5 separate regions of the Mus musculus genome follow, and regions 1, 2, 4 and 5 are each linked to region 3. Evidence: chromatin contacts called from public HiCAR-type, Micro-C and promoter capture Hi-C data. All regions are on one chromosome and are shown on one strand. Each heading gives the region's core, a stretch centred on a gene start, on an enhancer-like site or on the middle of the called end of the contact. The rest is flanking DNA. Distances are from core to core; before and after follow the strand shown. Region 1 holds the start of Slc29a4 (solute carrier family 29 (nucleoside transporters), member 4). Region 2 holds the start of Fbxl18 (F-box and leucine-rich repeat protein 18). Region 3 holds the start of Ttyh3 (tweety family member 3). Region 4 holds the start of Rbak (RB-associated KRAB zinc finger). Region 5 holds the start of Fscn1 (fascin actin-bundling protein 1).

What was found. Promoter capture Hi-C pulls out the DNA fragments that hold promoters and counts their contacts. Hi-C and Micro-C count contacts between places; a contact is called where the count stands out from the background. HiCAR-type assays count read pairs that join an accessible place to other places.
Region 1: a Micro-C map of embryonic stem cells shows a contact between it and region 3, with 5 times the contacts expected there. The contact joins the promoter of Slc29a4 here to the promoter of Ttyh3 in region 3. A contact is called at or near these places in 2 of 39 promoter capture datasets (cranial neural crest and hippocampal neurons), 1 of 484 Hi-C or Micro-C datasets (embryonic stem cells) and 1 of 115 datasets of contacts at active chromatin or transcription factors (astrocytes).
Region 2: a HiCAR-type map of astrocytes shows a contact between it and region 3, with 4 times the contacts expected there. The contact joins the promoter of Fbxl18 here to the promoter of Ttyh3 in region 3. A contact is called at or near these places in 3 of 39 promoter capture datasets (liver, pre-B cells and second pharyngeal arch cranial neural crest) and 1 of 115 datasets of contacts at active chromatin or transcription factors (astrocytes).
Region 4: a promoter capture Hi-C map of cranial neural crest shows a contact between it and region 3. The contact joins the promoter of Rbak here to the promoter of Ttyh3 in region 3. A contact is called at or near these places in 2 of 39 promoter capture datasets (cranial neural crest and liver).
Region 5: a HiCAR-type map of astrocytes shows a contact between it and region 3, with 4 times the contacts expected there. The contact joins the promoter of Fscn1 here to the promoter of Ttyh3 in region 3. A contact is called at or near these places in 2 of 115 datasets of contacts at active chromatin or transcription factors (astrocytes and embryonic stem cells).

The regions. Positions count from the first base shown.
Region 1 is chr5:142,700,733-142,703,432 of GRCm38.p6, reverse strand. It overlaps Slc29a4 (solute carrier family 29 (nucleoside transporters), member 4), which reads right to left and starts at 1,332. Exons shown (of 11, transcript NM_146257.2): 1 at 1,142-1,332.
Region 2 is chr5:142,893,708-142,896,510 of GRCm38.p6, reverse strand. Fbxl18 (F-box and leucine-rich repeat protein 18) reads left to right here and starts at 1,273. Exons shown (of 5, transcript NM_001033312.3): 1 at 1,273-1,401. Gm38733 (a long non-coding RNA gene) reads right to left here and starts at 1,207. Exons shown (of 2, transcript XR_003955825.1): 1 at 1,044-1,207.
Region 3 is chr5:140,647,727-140,650,426 of GRCm38.p6, reverse strand. Ttyh3 (tweety family member 3) reads left to right here and starts at 1,396. Exons shown (of 14, transcript NM_175274.5): 1 at 1,396-1,722. The coding sequence starts at 1,600.
Region 4 is chr5:143,179,367-143,182,066 of GRCm38.p6, reverse strand. Rbak (RB-associated KRAB zinc finger) reads left to right here and starts at 1,292. Exons shown (of 5, transcript NM_001045482.2): 1 at 1,292-1,518; 2 at 2,525-2,581. The coding sequence starts at 2,567. It overlaps Spdye4b (speedy/RINGO cell cycle regulator family, member E4B), which reads right to left and starts at 1,050. Exons shown (of 8, transcript NM_001384193.1): 1 at 429-1,050. The coding sequence starts at 446.
Region 5 is chr5:142,958,986-142,961,746 of GRCm38.p6, reverse strand. Fscn1 (fascin actin-bundling protein 1) reads right to left here and starts at 1,392. Exons shown (of 5, transcript NM_007984.2): 1 at 467-1,392. The coding sequence starts at 1,298.

The DNA of each region.
Region 1 (2,700 bases), core at 83-2,582, 2.1 Mb before region 3:
TGGTTGCTAGGAAAAATTTAGCTACGCACACTTGGCGTTTTAATAGTGATGCAAGCCACCCCTAAGTACCCTGTGGGTCAAAGAGGGCTCCGAGCTCTCAGTAGTCCTGTAAAACTAGGCACACAACACCAGTCTGAAGAAGAGATAACCAAAAAGGCAGAGGAGGGCCAAACCCACAGCCAGACAGCTCTAACTGAACCCTGACCCGGCTGACCACCACTGGCCTCTCTCAGATGCTGTAGGGATTGTCTCTCAGGCTGCTTGCCCCACATGTGCAGTCGGCAGAAGAGGCAGAAAAATTACATTTCACTTGGAAAGCCAGCCTGCTCAACCTCCTCGGGCCTTGAACTTCTGGCTCCAGCCACAAGTCTTGTTTACTAAGATGCCCTTGGATGCCCCTGTCCCGTGCCCAGACGTTGTTTAGGGAGTCTCCCTCAGCATCCTAAGGCTCCACTCCCCGCTGCAGGATTGTGGGTTTTGAGCTACTTTGGGCAGCTCCTCTGAGTGCCAGGGGACAGATGACTGTAACATCAATGCCACAGACTGGTCAAGGCCTGGGATGCCCGCAGGGCAGAGGGGTAGCCCAGGCCCATCTCTCTCCATGCTTTAGGTTCCTGCACAGTCCGGACACTAGCAGACCTTGATGTTTCTTCCGCAGGAAGCACTAGCAGTATCAAACTTGGACCCCGGCCCACAGGGCCACCAGCAAAGAGAGACTTCAGGGGCAACTCGGAGGTCGTGACCCAGTGCCCAGGCCCCGCCTCTGTCATAACCTTTTTCAAAACTAGAAGGAAGCTGGCTGGGCAGAAGGGCGTGATGGAAGGAGATGGGTCCGGAAGGAACTTCAGGTGCAAGGTCCCCTGAGGTGTGACCAAGGGAGGACATAATGCCGTGATCCGGCTCGGCCAAGGCCACCCGCGTCTGTCCCCTTCTAGAGCCTGCGTCCCGCCCTCGCAGCTCGGATGCAGGGGATCTTGCACTGTGCGAGGGTACCCATCCTCCCCGGACAAGGGGTGCGGCAACCATCCGGTGCCTGGGAGGGCGGAAGGGAGAGGCGGCGCGACTGGGGCCGCGCGCCGCAGACAAAGGCTCCGACAGGTCCCCGCCGGCGTCTCCCTGCCACCTCCGTGGCGACACTCACCTCGGGCGGCCCCAGGCTGGGATCCTCGCTGCCTGCCTGCCGCCCGCGCCCGGACCCTTTGCGCTGTGCCCCGCTTCTCGAGGCTTGGGACCGGGCGCGGCGGGCGTCCTGCTCGGTGTCCCGGTCCGCGGGCCCGGGTCCGTGAGCGCGTGCTGGGGGCGCAGCAGCTGCAGCGAGCTAGCCCGGCCCACGCCCCGCCCGCCCTCCTAGCTCCGCCCTCCTAGCTCCGCCCACCGCGTGACTCCGCCCAAGTCCCGCCTCCAACCACACTTTTCACCATCCAGATGCCCCGCCCACCCTCGTGGCCCCGCCCCTCACACCCCGCCCACTCCACAGGGCTCCACCCAGGTCCGGCCTCCAGTGGGGCCTACGGCCACTCAGTCTCCCAGTCTCCCTGCCCACGCTACATCCACTCTGTATAAATCCGCCCCTAAACCCCTCTTTCTCTCCTATACACTCCGCCCAATCTCTACCTGCGCTCTCCGCCCCTGGCCCTACCCAGTCTTTACCATATTCCCCGCCCCATTTTCTTTACCTATGCTCCACTCACTCTATATGACCCCGCCTCTGGCTCCGCCTCTGAACTGCCCACTCTAATGCCCCCAAGCCTCTTTGCTGTCTTCACCCTCGTTCCTTCTGTGCCCTTAGCCAGCCCCAACCCAGACCACAGAGCCTGCCCCCTTTCCCTGCCTTCCTCTCCGCTGGCCCTAGCCTCACCTCTATTCTTTCTTCACCCCTATTCCTTCCCCGCTTCCCTTGATGCGTGCTGGGCCCTTCTTCCATCCCCCTCTTCCCCTGCTCCTACTTCATTTGCCTAGTTCCACCCCCATTATTCCCACATGCTCCACTCTCCTCCTCTGGGCCCACTTCGTCCCACCTACCTGGCCTCACCTCTAGCCCTCATACATGACTTCTTATTCACTACCTGCTAGCTCCGCCCCATCACTTCCCTGTGCCACGCCCCCATGGCCCCTCCCACAGCCTTCACACCAGCCCTGCCTCTCTGCCCCGCCTCCCACTCCCATGCTTGTTTCCCCCACACTACCACTCCCCGACGGCGTGGACTCATCCTATGCTGGACCGTGGCTTTCAGCATAAGCGCTGCCTCTACCCATTCACACTCCACTTGTCTTTGCCCACTTCTCTCCACTCTCAGGTTACAGTATCTGACAGTCTAGCATACAGGAAGGTTTGGTGTCTTAGCTGGCCGTCCTCACTTCTCAGTCCCTTCACGATTCTTGCCAGGCTTAGTCTCCTGGAGCTCTAGGTGATCTGCGACAATCTGGGGCTGGCACTGATTGCTTCAGTAGGGCCTATTCTGACCCTGGTCCTGGCCACATGCCCCATGGGGGCCATAAAGATAAGACCAGGAATTAAGTGGGAACAGTACCCTAAGTCCTTACAAACTGGGACCTGTTAATGGGGGCCAGGAGTCTTCAGGACCGAGGCACAGAGAGATGCATTTGTCTGGATACCCCTCCTCTTGCCTGCATTCCCACTTCTTCGTGGAAGCCTGCTTGGTTCTACCCATGCCTGGGGGCTTTCTTGTCATCTTGCTA
Region 2 (2,803 bases), core at 24-2,523, 2.2 Mb before region 3:
TATCTGCTAGACAAATACTCAAATGAACTACATCCCCAGCTCCCATTAAACTATTATCTTAATTTTAAACCATCTGGACTTCCTTCCTGACTCTTTCTCTGTGTACACTCGAGCGAGAGCACATGTGCATGACCAGTGCAGACACAGACACCAGAGGGCAGCTTCTAGAAGGCAGTCTTCTCCTTCCAGCGTGTGGGTCCTTGGAATCAAACTCACTTCAGGTGGTCAGTCAGAGTCAAGCTCCTTTCCCTGACGAGTCATTTCACGAGCTCTAGGAAACCATTTTTAACTGGAAACGCCGTGGAAACATTTATTATTCATTTATTCAGCAAATATTTATTTGTTCAGTGTTGACATGCAAAGAACAGTACCAGGCAGACTCTCTGCTTAGTTATGGGGGTACAGGCAGGGTGCTTACTTAGCACGCATGAAAGGAAGCCTTAGGTTCAATCCTCAGTAGTGTTAAAAAACAAAACAGCCGGGCGTGGTGGCGCACGCCTTTAATCCCAGCACTCGGGAGGCAGAGGCAGGCGGATTTCTGAGTTCGAGGCCAGCCTGGTCTACAAAGTGAGCTCCAGGACAGCCAGGGCTATACAGAGAAACCCTGTCTCGATAAACCCAAAACAAACAAACAAACAAACAAAAAAACAAAACAAAACCAAAAACCAACAACAACAACAACAAAACAAGATGGGGCTGGAGAGATGGCTCAGCGGTTAAGAGCACTGACTGCTCTTCCAGAGGTCCTGAGTTCAATTCCCAGAAACTTTGTCTGAAGACAGCTCCAGTGCACTCACATACATTAAATAAACAGTGGCCTAGGCATAGATGGGAGGCAGAGGTAGGCGGATTTTGTGACTTCAAGGCCAGCTTGGTCTTTATAGCTAATTCCAGGACAGCCAGGACTACAGAGTGAGACTCAAAACAAGCAAAAAGGCTTAGCAAGTCAGGCGGTGCAAAGAGCTATTGAGAGTTGTAACGCAAGATGAGGGGCAAATTCAGGAGCGTGTGCACATGAAGGTTGCTATGGTTATCTAGGATACCTGAGCGCTGTGACAGATGACTTGGAGCGCAGTGTGTAGCGCGAATGGCAAATGCAAAGGCCTGGAGCAGAACGCATGTTGTTGGAGCGACAGCAAGAAACTGCGGAGGTAGCTTAAGAGACTGGTCACTCGTGACCTTCTGGACGCCTCTGAATCCTGAGAGTACTTTATGCCACACCCAACATGGCGACCGCACCGGGTCCATCCGGGCGCAAGCGGAAGTACGTCTAGGCGTGCGCCGCAGCCACGCCCCTTACCGGGGTCTCTGTGGAGCTGTGGCCGCGCCGGCTTCGAGCATCCCTACGCTGGCAGGCTGGGGGACTGTGAGGCTGCAGCTCCGGCGGCTAGCTCCGGAGAGGTACGACCTGCACCTCCAGCCCCGGCGGCTGGAGTCCCCTCTGGGCTTCCCTCCCGACCCTGGCTTTATTCCAAGGCCCATCCTTGCCGTCTCCTACCCTCCTACCAGGCCCTCTCCTCTCCTGACCCCATCTGTTCCCAGGCGCACAATCTCGATGGCCAGAATGGACCCTTTCACGTGGCCTGCTGAGTTTCCAGGCCTTTCCCCCGTCTCCTTGTGTGTTGGCTCTGCCCTCGCAGCTATGGGACGTTGTCCCTTCTGCTTGTGTTTTCTTGTTTGTTTTACACTGTAGCCCAGTCTAGCCTGGAGTTCAGTGTGCAGCCCAGGCTGGTTTTGAACGTACAGCAATCTTTCTATTGTAGCCTTTGTAAATCTGGGGTTACAGGTGTGCATCATCACGCGGTGGTTAATGTGCAGCTAAGGGTGGAACTCAGGGCTTCGACCCCATTCCCAGCCCTGGCTTCTTCTTTTTTTCTATCAGCTTAAGTGCAGCCCACTTCTTTCTGGAGTCTACTTGTGATGCGCGGGAGTGTGATAGGGCGTCGGACTGACCCCAGAGCTTTATGATCTAGGTCAGCTGGAGAATCCCACTGCGTCTTGTTACGGGTGTGCAGTATTTTTTTCTGCAGACGACAGTATGGGGCCGTGGCGGGGGTTAGGGGAGCACCTGGTAGCTTCCCTGTTGCCTTCCTCCCTATCTTGAGTTATATTTGTTCTTTCCTAGGTACTCGCATCTGGGGGTACACCTATTTATCATATTAGCGTGTGTGTATGCGTGAGTACTGGCATGTGCATGTCATGGGTGCGTGTCGTGGCGTACATGTGGAAGTCAGAGGACCACTTTGAAGAGTTGGTTGTTGCCTTTTATCTGGTTTATATTAGTGTGTGTGTGTGTGTGTATGTGTGTATGTATAACTGTGTGTGGGTATGTGTACATGAGTACAGGTGTCTGAGGAGACCAGAGGATCATGTGCACCCGGTGTTGGAGTTACACAGGTGGTTATTCGCCTCCCCAGTGTGGGTACTGGGAATCGAACTCAGGTCCTCCGAAAGAGTAGTACTAAATTATCGCTTCTGCCTTTCCCCCCAGTTGAGACAGGATCTCTCTTGATGGTGTATACTCCAGAGTAGCTGGCTTGTGAGCTTTTGACAGATGCCCCTATCTCCTCCTCTCACTTTGCGCTAGCAGTGTTGGGATGGCAGATGTGGGTCACTGCATCCAGCATTTTATGTGGGTCCCAGGGTTTGAACTTGGGTCATCGGGTTTGCAAGGCAAGCTCTCTTGCTCACTTAGCCGTCTTGCTGATCTCTGGGCACACTTTTAAGTCCTAGGAGTTTCCTTGCATTTATCCAGTGAGACTTACAAGTGTTTTCCAGGGTATGAGGACTATGTCTGGGGTCT
Region 3 (2,700 bases), core at 147-2,646:
CCAGGTGCGGGCATCTCACCTGCTGCACTGACTCTGTCTGGCAAGTGCTCATTTGACACTAGGAGGAAAGCTCGGCCTGGGGGTGGGGCGAGGGGGAACAGCCATTGCTGTGTGGCCCTGGAGTAAGAAGCCTAAGAACTTCTTACCTATCGCTGCAGGCTGATTCCCAGCTAGGTAGCTTCCTCCAGCCATCCAGAACATTGAAACCCACAGCTCTGTAAAGGGCCCCTGCCCTCGGGCCAGAGTGCAAGGAAGGAGATGCCTCAGGCAGTTGCATGAACTGAAAGACAGGTCTGTCAGGAAGCCACTGTCCAGCTGAGGAGTGAGGCTACCTAGCCGATGGAGAAGCTGCATGTGTCTAGTTTCTAAGAACATAAGGCCCCAGGGTTGTGAGTGCACAGAGCCAAGTGGATATGTTCGCTCCACCCGGGGAGAAGCAAGAACTGCCCCCCTGCCCCCATGACCTTTCTATAGGCTGTGTCCTGACCAGTAGCCTAGTTTCCAAGATGGGATACAGGGAACTTTCTTTACATCTTCCTTTTGCATCTTTAGAATGATGCAAGCAAGTGAGGTGCGGCGGTTCAGGCCTGTTATCCCAGTACCTGGGAGGCTGAAGCAAGAGGACTGCCAAGTTTGAGGCTAGGCTGAGCAATTTACAGAGATCCCGCGACAGAAAAAGTAAAACAGGGGATTGGGGATTTAGGTCGGTGGTAGAGTGCCTGGCTTGCATGCGTAAGGCCCTGGTTCCATAACTGAAATTAAAGCAGGTGGGTATTCAATCTATCTGCCCATTATCGCCTTACACGCGGCTTTATGGCTTATGCGCCAGGCTTTGTTCTGAGCACTTCACACTCGGTTTATCTCCGCAACGCCTTTTCTCAGACTACAACACTGATACCGAGAGGCTAAGTCATTCGCCCAAGAGCACACAGCTGCAGCTCCCGAATGCAGATCATGTCCATCCTAGAGACAGGTCACTGGTTCCCTGGCAGGTCCTTATGAGGGCTGCGTGGAAACCGGATCAAACCAGAGAGCAAAGGCATGGGTCGGAGAGGATGCTACACGTGAGCTTTGGATTCCAGCCTTCGTGGTCTACAGGGAAGAAATGGCTGAAGAGGTTGAGGGTCCTGCCTAAACCGAGAGGTGTAGGCAAAAAGACCAATGGTAACGCAGGGGGCAGGGCCTATGGGAGAAATGCCAATGGCAGTCCGGAGGCAGAGACTGCCCTGGTATGGGCGGGGTCTGCGTGGTGCCGACCAATAGCATTGTGTGGGGCGGGGCCGAATGTCCGGGAGGGCGGTTGGGGTGGGGCCTGAGGGCGGTGGGCCTATGGCGGTGTGGGGGTGGAGCCTGAAGGCGAGCGGGCGGGTGCGCGGAGGGGGCGGCGGCAGCGGCGGTGAACAAAGAGGCGGCGGGCGCGGGCGGCCGAGCGGAGCCGAGCGCAGCCGAGCCGGGCCGAGCCGGGCCGAGCCGGGCCGGGCCAGGGCCCCTGGAAGCGGGCACGATGAGGGCAGCTGAGCAGGGGTCGGCGGGTCCCTGAGCCCCGTGCATCCGGCAGCGAGGGAAGCCCGGCGCAGCGCCCGTGGCCGCCCGCCCGCCATGGCCGGGGTCAGCTACGCGGCGCCCTGGTGGGTGAGCCTCCTGCACCGGCTGCCGCACTTCGACCTGCGGTGGGAGGCCACCAGCAGCCAATTCCGGCCCGAGGACGCCGACTACCAGCAGGTGACGCGCGCCCCCGGGTGCGGGGTCAGGGGCCCCGGGTCATGGCCCCTCCCAAGGAGCTGGAGCTTCCCCATCCCCTTTCATTCTAGGAGTCGCCTCCCGTTCACTGATAACCTTTCCAGGGATTAATGTCGAACACCCCCTGGAAGGTGTTCAGCCCCTCTGTGTCACCAGGGCCTCCGATCCGGATTGACGGAGCTGCCTCCCTCCCCTGATAGACCCTCTTCTGATCCTATGGGTTCCTGGTAGGCCCGTCTTCATCCTTTGGGCAGTCAGCTTCTCCCCAGCAGAGCCCCCGCTAGCCAAGGCTGGATCCCTGGGTTCAGGCAGGAGGGTATTCCTCGTTCTCTTTCCCCAGCTAGGGAATCCCTTTGCCAGACTGTTGGTGGGTGAGGAGCCTGGGCCATCGCCAGCCTTCTGTGGCTGCTAATGACCCCTTGCTTCACGGTCAGGCTGTGGGATGTACACAGGGTGTCGTGTGGTTGTGGGAAACCAGGGTGCCAGCAGTCTCTCTACCCAGGGTGGAAAATGAGGCCTGGCTGAAGTGGGGTGAGTGGGCCTCCGTCTGGGCTGGGGGCCATGGGGCACTTGGCAGCCCTCTCCCTGCGAAGCCCTAAGTCTGGCGTCCTGCCAAGTCCCAGCACCACCCCCACTACTGAACCACTGTCATTTGAGTGCAGAGCAGGGGGACTAGGGCTGTGGGCTTTTCCTTCCTGCTCCAGATTCCAGAAAAAAAAGAATGATCAGCCCACTTGGTCACTAAGCACCTCACAGTTTCTCTCCGGCGGCTCCTGGGACAGACAGTAGCCTGGGAATCAAGTACTCCTGGGGCTGTGCCAAATATCTCTGCCGCCATCCTCATCTTACTGAAGTTGAGGGTGAGAGAACACAGGACTGTCCCTGCTCCCACTCTCTGCCTACCTGACCCCAGCTCCAGTAGCTGATGGTGTTCCTGAGCAGATTAGAACAGGTGTGAGG
Region 4 (2,700 bases), core at 43-2,542, 2.5 Mb before region 3:
AGCCAGTAGACCTAGGATGGCCCACACAGGTTGAGCTTCTCCTATCTGTGCAGAGCAGAAGGATCTCAGTCTGTTGACTGGCAACCCTTGTTCCGTATGTGTGTACAAACCGAAATCTTCTCTCAATACAAAAATTATATGAGCTTGAATGTCCTCACTGCAAGCAAGGAATTCCTTTTCTGAAAGGCCTGAGTCCCATCTGTGCAATGTAAACCTGGAGAAAAGAGTGTTCCTATCTCCCTGTCACCTGGGGAGTTTAGCCCAGGCCCCTCATTCAGAGACGTAACCCCTGCTTGCCACGGGGAAGGGAAGCTTTTGGTTTAAGAGATAGGAGCCAGCTCAGGTGGGCACCTCAGTGACCAGGTGAGGTGAGAACCTGGGAGAAGGTGCCCCATGGCAGTGCAGGCCTTCCGAGGAGGAGGGCTCACCCTTTCTCCTGAGACCATGTGTGCCCTGCAGCATCTGAGAGGGATTCGTGATGCTTCTGTCTCCTGCTGGTTGCTCAGCAGTTTATTACCTAGGGTTGGCGCTCCAAGGCGCTTGGTGCTTCTGGGATGAAAACGTTACTCTCTGCATCGGCGCAGAGAACTTTTTCTATTGACAGGCTTTGTTATTAATTTTGACGCCAACGTCTTTATGAAGAACTAGGCCAAGAACGTCGTTGCATTAATTCAATAAGAAATCGAGGAGCCGTTCATCATAATGTAACCATCGTTGAAAACTGTCATTGTCGCCCGGCCCTAAATATCACCTTTCAGAGATCACATTGCAGGTAGGTGTTTTCTTCTTTCTGTGTTCTCTTTCTGGTTCTGTTTTTTAGAGTTTCTGGGCATTAGACGTATGTTCTAGAAACCCACCATTAGTGTTTGTGCCTCCTTCTTTGTAAAGCACAGCTGGTTATTTCTTGTACCTAGTACTTCAAGGAAGTTTGGTTAATCGAGAATGACACTCAGTTTTCTTTCCTTCTAACACAATCTTCCTCTTATTTTAGGAGTCCTGAGCCAGGGACAAGACTTGGGACTTCACGCAGCAGGCCGTTTCTCCAGGCTCAAAGGGAGTGAGGACAAACAAGAAGGTAAGAGCATGGCTGGAGGCAGCCATTGCTCTCAGAGCACCTCCCCCAAACTGCTGGGAGGAGGTAAGTTCTTGCGCGAGGATCCCTAGATGCAGTGGCGCGCGAAGGCGTCTGGGACACAGAGTTTCTGTGCAATTCTTGGGGAGAAAGGAGAGCCTTGGAACTCGGACTTCCGGGAAGATGCTGCACATGCGCGTCGCGGCCTGTGCGCGTGCCCGCGCTTGCGCTGGGCCACTGCGCCGTGGTGACTTCCTGCAGGTCTGGTGTGTCGAGGCTACCTTCCCTCCCGCAGCCTTTGCGTTCGCTAAGCTGGAGTTGCCGAGCCTGCAGGGCCGAGGCCGGAGCTTCCGGGGCGGCAGCGAACAGACTCGGCTGTGCGGGCTAGGGAGGCCTAGCGAGAGCTCGGCGCGGAGGCTGACAGGGGCAGCGGAGACGCCTGCTCGGTGAGGCCCGAGGGCGCAGAGCGATCGGGGCTGCGGGAGGGATGCTGGGCACAGATGGTGCCCAGTCAGTTCACCCGGGCACCCCGCTGTCCCCAGCTTGCGGCGCCTGGGAGGGTCGAGGTGGTCGGGCTGACAGCGGGACAGCTGCATCGCTTTGGGCTGCACGGTCAGTCCCGAGGACAGAGTGCAGGCACTGAAGAACTCAAGGGCTCCAGATTCCCACGGTGTCACTCAGCGTCCATCAGCTCTCTTGCTCTGTCTGTGGTCCCCCCCCCCCCCGAGTCTGCCCTTGAGGCATCGTAATGGTCTAGTGCTCAAAATCTGCTTTTACTTCTTTCTGCTCGTGAAGGAAGACTGAGTCTGCGACAGGTGTGAGACTTAATCAAGGTTGTGTTGAAATGAGTGCCATTGTTTTCTAGTTTCTTCCCTTAGTCCCTTTTTAAGATATGCAGCAGTAACCAAGTTTAGTTGGATAGTTTGAAAACAAACCACGCTTTATCCCTGTTTGTCGGACGTCTATCCATCTGGACCATTTTTCCTTTTTGTGTTTTAGTTTTTTTGAGGCGTGGATTCCTTGTGGCACATATTGTTCTGGTAGTGGGTGATCCTCCCGTCTCCGCCTCCAGAGAGTTGGGATTGCATGTATGTCACCTCATGGAACATGGATCCCAGATATATATATATATAGTGCCCAGAATCCTCATTCACTGTGACATATTTTGCAACAGTTTGAATAGGAAATAAAATAAGTACCCTTGTTTCCCCCACCTTTACACCAAATGCCCGTGGATAAAAAGAAGGCAGCGTAGTGTTCATCATAGAACTGTACCCGCCCCCCCTCGCCTCCCACCCCCCATTCCACCTGTTGGAGTTAGGTTTGTGATTTCCTTCCTATCACCTCTGCAGTGTGTATAAGCTGCGATTTCACTTGGTGGTTCCCAGGCGAGAGACATGTCCCTGTGTAGACCAGTTAATCTCCGATTTCAGCGAGCTTTTCCTCCAGCAGGTCAGTCAGCAGTGTCTACAGTTCCCCCAAGAGGAGCAGAACATGAGCAGATCAAAGGTAAGTTTTTCCCGTTTGTAATTTTTTTTTTTCTGACTCCTTTGTAATGTATTTTGGAAGACTTACTCAAAGGTCTGTTCTTGAATGGTAGTGGAGTGGTCTCTAAAGGGATCTGACGC
Region 5 (2,761 bases), core at 143-2,642, 2.3 Mb before region 3:
CATGAATGGGGATGGCTCAGACTGGGAAGGAAGAGGAAACGGAGAAGATCTAAGCTAGGTCTATGGAGTCCCACGCCCCCAGCCGGGGGGGGGGGGGGTGGTGGTGGACAGTATTGCTTTAGAATGTGTTAGGCCTTACCCACTTCCCCACGTCACCTTCTCCCAGCAGAAGAAGCCTACGTCCTGAACAGAGGGGTGGTACATGCCTTTATTCCCAGCACAAGAGACAGGAAGGAAGATTTCTGCGAGTTCGGGGCCAGCCCAGTCTACATAGCGAGTTCCAGGATAGCCAAGGCTATCTGGTGAGATCAGATCTTTCAAAATAGAAGCCCACCTCCTCATGGCGGAGCCCAGAGGCCTGTGAGCCTAAAGGGAGCCCAGGAGGAAATAGGGAAATAGAAGGAGTGCAGAGATGCTTTTGTGCACTGGGTCAGGACCCAAGGGAGGGGACATGTCCCCAACTCACCCTGGCGCGTGGACACGTTCCTCTCGTTGGCCGCCTGCAGCACCACCTGAGCGCAGCTCTGTTCCAGGGCGAAGAGCTCATCTTTGCCCACCTTGGTGGCCTTGCCAGCCTTGAGGGTGCCGCTGGGCCCGGACGGAGCCAGGTAGCGACCTTCGCAGTCGCGAAAGGCCACCTTGCCGGAGCGGAACTCCAGCGTGAAGCCCGTGGCGGGCTCCGGCCGTGCCACAAGGCGCCCGTCGTGGCGCAGGAAGCGGTGGTCGGACGTCTGCACACTGTAGCGTTGGTCCTGGAAGGCCAAGGTGATGAGCGAGTCGACGCCCCAAGGCACGTCGCGGTCTACCGCGATCTCGTCGGCCGGCCGCGCGCTCAGATGCGCGTAGCGCTTGCGGGTAACGCTGTAGATGTTAACCTGCGGGTGCATGGCGATGTGCACGCTCCACTTCTCGGCCGGCGACACGCTCTGCGCGAAGCAGGACAGGCGGTCCTCGGTGCCGCCAAAGTAGCGCCGGTGAGCCTCGGACTGCAGCGACCAGCGGCCGTCGTCGTGCGCCACGACGAGAAAGCGGCAGTCGCCGTCGGGCACCTCGCGCTCGCAGGTCACGTTGCCGTCCTTGTCGGCGGCCAGGTAGCGACCCAGGTGGCTGCGCAGACACACGGCCGCGCTGCCCGCCTCATCGGGAGGTTGCTCCAGCGTCCAGATCTGCTTCTTTTTCAAGCTACTAGCGGATGCGTTCACCTTGAACCCGAACGCCTCGGCTGTCAGGTACTTGTTGCCGCAGCTGATGAGCCCGAACTGAATCTGCACAGCCTCTGCCGTGCCGTTGGCGGTCATGGTGGCGGAGGGCGGCCCGGTGGCCCCGGGAGCTTGGATAGCTGTGCCCGACCTCCTTTGTTCAACACGGCTTAGCCCGCTGCAGTTCTCCACAAAGCCAGCCCGGCGGCGCCCAGGGTTTTATAGGAGGATGACGTCACCGTGGCCACGCCCCTACCCGGGCCTGCCGGGGAGGGGGCTCTGCAGCGCGCGCCCGGTCCCCTGCGCTTCCCCGGAGTGTTTTTCTGGGGTTTAAGACCGGGTTTCACTCTGTAACTCAGACTAGGCTTGAAGTATCTGTGTGGCTCAGGCTGGACTCGAACTCATAGCAGTCCTTCTGCCTCTGGCCCGTTCGTGTTTGCTAGTCCATTTAACTGTTCCTCCACAGTCGTGCTCTGCAGTAGTTGGCTGATCTCCAACTTTCTCCTGCTCTCTGAGGCCATCCTGAAACACCCCTACCCCCAAACCCAGTCGATGGGAAGGACCAGGTTTAAGATAATGATCCCTTCAGGATGGAGGGAGGGTCCAGGGTGTACCAGGAAGTAGCCTTAGAGCCGGTCCTTGAAGAAGCCAGAGACGCCAGAAGGGTCTGGGGTAGAAAGGAGGTTAATTTCTAGAGAGGCGCATGCAGAGCCCTACCTGCCCCGCCCGCCTCAGGGTTTTTCAAGGCCTTGTAGCCTGGGCCTCCTGAGCAGAAACCGAGATTTCTATTCCCGGGTCAGCATAGAGTACAGCCACCTTGCTGACTCTAAATAAATTGTGGTAACTGTGGCCCAAGTCAGTGGCCCACAAAAGTCCCTACTGTGGTGATGCTCAAGCCCCGGGGTGCTGGTCTACCAGGAAGCAGGGTAGGTAAGGCAGGAATAGTGGTCTCTGTTTATGAAGACATCAGAAAAGCAGGTCAGCTCCCTAGAATGGCACAGCCCCAATGTACCTCCTAACTGCAGCCCCTCAGGGTTCCAGACCAGAGGGACATTCCCACAAACACCACCTCCCACCTCCCACCACACACCACCCCACGTAAGAACACTTCCCTTTGAGTTTCTGGAGGACTGAGACTTCTCCTGGGACATTCCCCACATGCCAGGCAGGCCCCTGGAATGCTGGCCCTACCCCAGGCTGCCCACAAGATCTGGGCCCCTGGCCCTTCCCAGCCACAGGCTGGGCAGGGTACTGAAACTGACCAGTCTTCACGGTGATCTGTGTCCAAACGCATCTCTGTCCCAGGCAAACCCCTCCAGCGACCATCAAAGGGGAAGGGGAGATGGCATGGCTTTCCCATCATCAAAGGTCAGTCCTGACAAGTCCCTAGAATCCTTGCTGGGACATCTAGTTCCTCCCTTAGAGGTCACAGGAAAGGTCACCAAGTTCGCGGCCGATAGCCAGCCATCCTCTCCTGCTGTGGGACTTTGCACAGGTTACTCTCACTCTCTGAGCTCTCCTTCCTCTGTAATAAAGACACATATTCCTGGGTACAGTGAGTC